Regions from separate parts of the Sus scrofa genome. Here region 2 is linked to region 1. The links are chromatin contacts, called in public Hi-C maps. All regions are on one chromosome and are shown on one strand. The core of a region is the stretch at or near the end of the contact, and the rest is flanking DNA. Distances in the headings are between cores, read along the strand shown.

Region 1 (3,033 bases), core at 274-2,773:
TGTTGCATTAAGTCAGTCATAGGATGCACAAATATTTTTATAGAAAACTTAAGGATTCCTGCACTTCGAGATGACTCAGGCCAGTGTTTCCAAACTAGTGACATTAACTTGGACACACGCTGGAGAAGGGCTTCCCCCTCCTTCCTGCTCTGACTTTTCACTGGTCTGTCTTGTGACCCCCCTATTTGCAAGAAGGCCAAAGGGCCCTGCCTCCTAAATGTAAGGGTCATTTAAGAGTGAAGATACTTTTTAAGGCCACTTTAACAGAGTTAAAAGCTCTTAGGTTCTCGTGACAATCTGCTAACCATTTGTATTGCTGGTGACCTCATTTAAGAATGTGTTTTATTTCATCAGTTTTAAGTTGATAAGTTCAACAAAGATAGAGGTGATAGGTGTGAATTGTTTAAGTAAATTGCTTTTTTGAACAGTCTATTTTTAAAAATTCCGTTCGTTTATCTCTGCAGTTGTGAGTGTGTTGATTCATTGGCATGGACTGGATAGCATAGCATTTTTTAAAGCTGAACTAAATGAAAACTTAAGATTTATAAAAAAAGACATAACCGAGGTTGTTGTACAATTTACTTAATTAATGAGGTGTTACATTCTTTAAAAATCGCATTTCAGAAACGCGGTTGGCGTCGACTTTATAGGAATGCGTTTGTTATACAGGATGAGATGAGATGTGCGGGCAGAGATCCAGACCCAGCTCTCCCTTCCTCCGTCTGGTCAGCACTGCTGCTACTTTATAGCCCTGCCCCCAGGCTCCCCCTTTCCTCCACCCCAAAGGCAGAGTCTAAGAAGAAACTGAGACTGTCTTTGTGGTGAGTGAAGATGCAGCATCCTGCTGGTCTGGGCTGGAGAAACAGAAACCAGCTCCCCTCGAAGGCACCTTGCCCTTGCACGCAAAGCCTCCGCAGGATGCTTTCTGCTCTGCTGGGATTATTTTCGGCAACTCGGGGAGGGCAAGAAAGGTGGTTTGCTCTAGTGTGACTGGAAGATGGAAAAGCTTGAAGGAATGCTGACAGTTTTTGATGGAAAGTCATGACAGTATCTTAGTTCTTTAACATTTATTGGGTAAATTTAGGTTCTGCAGAGGAGCAGTTTAAAATGGACATCCCCGAGGATCTTTGCTGAGGCAAAATAGCCAACTCTGGCTTTGGTCCGGTGGGGCTGGGGTAGTTTGGTGCAGATGCGTTTGGTGGAGAAGGGGGTGGCATCACGCATGGGACCTGCATAGGATTTCTGTGGCCATTCCACGTGTAGCTCTTGGCCATGCCCCAGCTTTGCTGAACTTCTCCAGAAGATTACTGTTTTTGAAAAAAGAAAATCTAGGTGGTGGCGAGGAATATAGGCTGCATTTAAACTGGCCTGTGTAATTTTCCTGGTCACAGGCAACCCACATTCTGGAGCTGTGTGACGTCAGTGCCCTGCCTGGGAGTCAGGAGTCTTGACCGGCCGGGCCTTGGCTGCCCTGGGCTGCACAGACGCCTGTCCAAGCCGGGTCCTTGTTTACTTCCTCTCTGGTGCTTGGGACATCGAGTACCGAGAAGGGCCGCGCGCCTACACGAGCTCCTGCCAGCATTCGGCCCTGCTGTTCCTGACTGTCTTGGAAAGCGCTCCATCCGTGAGGCAGGCTTTTGTTCTTCGAGTGCAGGCTTTATTCCCGGCCACACACCCGCTTCCCCATTCCAGAGCAGACCCGCAGGCCCCCTCCACAGCAGTCTAGCCCCGTGGGACCCTCAGCTCTAAGGGCTGTTAACTTTCAGAGCAGGAGGAGGAGTCAGGCCCAATCGATCTTGCTGCAGCAGGGTGGCTGGCTCTGCAGCACGGGGTCCTGAGACTGATATTTGGGAAAGCAGTGCTTTCTTTAGATGCTTATAGGAAAGTTAAGGGGCTTTTGGATTATACTGTGTTGTGAATGTGGATTCTAAAACACAGCCTTCAAATTGCAAGTATATAAAACAACTGTTTTGTACTGAACGTTAGTCAAGCTTAAGTGATCCTTTGCAATTTCACGAATAATCAAAACACAAAAGCATGTTGCCTAGGATGAAACTGTTGCAAAATCAAGTGATGTATTTTTATTCCTAAGGTAAATTTTCATCCTCTAGAGATTTATTCTTAATCAAAGGAGACCATCTTCTGTACATAGTATGTCATAATAAAAACCCTTAATCATTAGTATTTAGACAAAAACAGGCACATGGATATGTAAAGTTAAATGTCAAGACTGTAACTCATTAACAGGATTTAATTTAAATCCCCATCCCCCCCTTTTTTTTTTGCTTTTTAGGGCTGCACCTGCGGCCTATGGAAGTTCCCAGGCTACAGGTCAAATTGGAGCTGCAGCTGCCAGCCTACACCACAGCCACAGCCACAGCGGATCTCTCTCTGACCCACTGAGTGAGGCCAGGGATCGAACCTGCATCCTCTTGGATGCCTCAGTGGTCAGAATTGTTACCACTGAGCCACAATGGGAACTCCTATTTTTTTTTTTTTTTTTTTAGGAGTAATACTTTAATTAGAGGAAAGGAAAGGGGCAGTGGATAGACAAAATAAAAATACTTATTTACAGACTGTAATGGCCAAGGATTATGAATGGAGAATTGAGGTTGATTTTTCTGTCAGAATTTTGGATGCCATGTTTACAAAATCTCTTATGGTTCCAAAAATGTGCAGCTTTTCTCTTTTTAGTCTTGGCATTATTGCTCTTTTATGAGACTGGAGAGAATATTAGAGTTCCTTCTAGGGTAGCCTCCTCATTCAGTAGAAGAAACTAAGGCCCAGAAGTTGGTGGTGGGCTCAGAGCACTCACCTAGGGGTAGGCAGGGTGGTCTGGAAGCTGCATTCTTACTTTGGGCTTCTCCTTTAGAAGAAGCTCCTGCCTGCCTTTGTGACTATTTTAAAGACCTGTTTGGGACCTGGGTAGGGAATGGGGGCTGAGGGCACAGAGATTTCCTTTTGCCCCAGGGCATTAGAGTTTCTCATTCACAGCCCAAGTGTCTCTGGGACTCACTGGGAGCTCTTTTAGGG
Region 2 (3,033 bases), core at 334-2,833, 180 kb after region 1:
TAATTGACTCTCGAGCCACTAAACCAATGCCAGTAATTACCCACACCTGCATTGCTCATGACCTAAAAAAATTATGTGTTCAAGCCACTGTAGTCAGTTCTATTATTAGCCACTGAAAGCAATTCCTAATTGATACAATGAATCAGAGAGAGGGTATTTCAATGACTGCTCAAAGGCCTTAGGTATAGGAAACTGAGCTCTTACAAAGCCACAGTTCTCAGAAATTCTTCCTTTGCTGACAAGCTCTAGCACCAGTCTTCTCTGAGTTAAATGAGATCCTTTTTGGGGTTCCCAAATTTAACTTCTTCAGTGAAAGTGAAACATGAAAGCCACAAGCCTCCCTTCCTAGAAGCAGTTTTCGGAAAGCAAGTTGTCAGCACCCTTTGACATGTGGTCACCTGCAAAAGCGTTGCTGATACCATGTCCCCGTGAGCTACATGTTGAAGTTCCCCAACATCTGGCAGCTGAGCTGCTACTGGCTTTTTTAAGCACAAGTAAAACCCAGCATTCAAATGTTCCCAATTTAGCTACTTAAGCCTGATGTTGGGTGCCTCTACCTTGGCCCACAGCTGCCAGCAATTCAAAATCTTATAGAGTCATTTTAATTTTTTTTTTTCTTTTTTTGAGTCTGTGTATTCTCCTCATTCCTGGTGGTGGTGAAGTCATACTGGAGGAATTTTTACAGGGGCAGACGTTGTTGTGTCTGACCAGTGATAAGTGTCCAAAAGGTTTCCCTGGGGCTGGGGCTGTCCTTAGAAGAGAACAGAAAAAGCTGCCTCAAAGCTGGAAACCCTGTGTCCAGTTAACTCCTTATAAAGAGCCCAGTCCTCTCTGCAGCCAGCCCCTCCTCTGCAGGAGCCAATTATAAATGGTGGTGGTGCCATAGAGGCAGTGGCGGTGGTAGGAGCACCGGACCCTGTCTTATTTCTCCTTCACACCTGGGCAGGGTGAGAAGCTGGTTTGCTGGGAGGCAGAACTCTGGAACTCATGGACGCCATCCTCAAGGGCCAACCATCCCGTCTTGGGGATCCCTTCATCCACTGTGGAAACTGCCCAGGACCTGGGGGCTCCCAGCCCTCCCTCTCCCTCTACGTTCCTTCTCCCGATGGGCTCCAGGTGAGTGCCACGTTCTGCCAGGAAGGTGTGGAGTCTGGGTATCAGCACCGGAAGGGGCTCCAGAGACTACCTCACTTCACTTTCTGATTCGACGTACGGGGGAAACGGCAGAGAGAGGAGTTGTCTCGGATCACATCACTCATTAGTGGCCTGGCTTTAGGTCGGGCCCCTAGGCCAGCATGTTTGGCGCAGTAATAGATGAGAGCCAGCTTTTACCTAGTGTTTTCTGTGTGCGAGGACCTGTTGTAAGGTATGTCTGGTGGTGTGTGTATACACATAGAGAGAGGTATGATCTTTGCCATTTTATGCATAAAGAATCTAAAGCACAGAGAGGTTAAGTAACTTGCCCGGAGTCGCAGCTAGTAAGTGGCAGAATGAGGATTTGAACTCAGGCAGTCAGTCGGCTCTGCTCTTGACCGCAGCACTTCTCCTGGCCTGCTTGTGCCCAGTGTTTATTCGCTTCTGTTCCTTGGCCAGAGGATTCTTAACTTATTATCTTAACCCCGGAGAAACATTTCCCAAAACATTGAGCAAGAGGTGCTACACCAATCACCCAAAACTAAAACAAAGCAGAAATAAATTCCATGGTCAAATAAATTCTCAATGTTTTATCAAATTAGGCTAAACAGAATTATTTTTACCACAGAACTTCTCAGAGCCTTTAATATGCTAATGGTCATTGTGAATTCTCTAAGACTGTCTAAAAGCATTTCCTAACCATTTTGGATCATAGAACATTTTTTGATGCAATAATGTCATTACACACCACGTAACTTCTGGAAAACTCAGTGAAGTAAAAATAGGCAAATTGAGTCTTATTGTTATGAAAATAGTTTTGACCTCAAGAATCCTCTAAAATGGAAAACAGTTTTGACTCAAAGACAACCCCCTCCCCAGGTTCCCTGGAACACATGCTGAGAACTGATGTCCTAGACAGTAATATATTAAAAATAAGACTTGAAGCATATTACCATGGGGCTTAATATCATTTTGCCCTTGCAAAGGACAAGGAGAAAAGCAAAGGAAAGAATACGGATGTGTTTTAAAAATCGTTCCCGTTCCCATCATGCCGCAGTGGAAACGAATCCCACTAGGAACCATAAAGTTTTGGGTTCGATCCCTGGCCTCGCTTAATGGGTTAAGGATCTGGCGTGGCTGTGGCTGTGGCATAGGCCAGAAGCTGTGGCCCCGATTCAACTCCTGGCCTGGGAACCTCCATATGTAGTGGGTATGGCCCTAAAAAAAAAAAAAAAAATTTGATCCCTCATTCTACTAACTCCTAATCATCCCTTTTTCTTTATTATTTTCTCTTTCCTCCTTTTTCTTTCCATTAAAAAATTCATTGTTGCTCCATAGAGGATTCAAGGTAGCTTACTATTCCAATAAGTTAACATTCTTGTTGATAGGGACATATTTAAGTCTAAGCAAAATGGCATTTGAGTGGGGCTCCTCGCCCTTCACCCAATCCCCCAATTCTCCTTACTTTACATCTATAAAGTTAACCTGCCCTTTTGATCATTAGCATTTTTTGTATTTGTGTAAGGCCATGTCTTTCTAGAAAGAGGCATGAGTTCAGATACACTTTGCATATGGCAGGAGATGTGACACGTGGGGCCATAGCACCTGCGCCTGAGCACAGGTGGCTCATCTGAGTGAGCTGTCCAGGTCAGGGTTCCTGTGGGACGGAGACTCAAGATAGGGACGTGCTGCAGTGGATACCTGCATGGGACACAAGACGGTGAGGCGCCCTGGTGAGAAGTAGTCGCTCTTTCCCTTTTAGGGGCTTGTCCAAAGGTGCACTTTATTCATTTAACAATTTTATCTAAGGTCTGCCCTTGATCCGAGGTTCTGGTGTGTTTATATTAGACCAGAGGTCTTTGAACCTGACCTCAGCCTTCAGGACAAAGCCAGCTCAGC

What was found. Hi-C and Micro-C count contacts between places; a contact is called where the count stands out from the background.
Region 2: a Hi-C map of liver shows a contact between it and region 1, with 4 times the contacts expected there. The contact joins two enhancer-like sites. A contact is called at or near these places in 3 of 47 Hi-C or Micro-C datasets (all in liver) and 1 of 2 datasets of contacts at active chromatin or transcription factors (skeletal muscle).

What each region holds. Positions count from the first base shown.
Region 1 is chr1:74,655,883-74,658,915 of Sscrofa11.1, forward strand. The region is part of intron 1 of FOXO3 (forkhead box O3); the gene reads left to right. Among named protein-coding and RNA genes, the nearest start is that of FOXO3, 28 kb to the left of the region's middle. Within about 2 kb of position 1,524, at least 53 of the 83 cell types and tissues checked have an H3K27ac peak or open chromatin away from gene starts, as enhancers often do. A contact at or near this core is called in liver, where this site is marked.
Region 2 is chr1:74,839,113-74,842,145 of Sscrofa11.1, forward strand. No RefSeq gene overlaps it. Among named protein-coding and RNA genes, the nearest start is that of ARMC2, 83 kb to the right of the region's middle. Within about 2 kb of position 1,584, at least 9 of the 83 cell types and tissues checked have an H3K27ac peak or open chromatin away from gene starts, as enhancers often do. A contact at or near this core is called in liver, where this site is marked.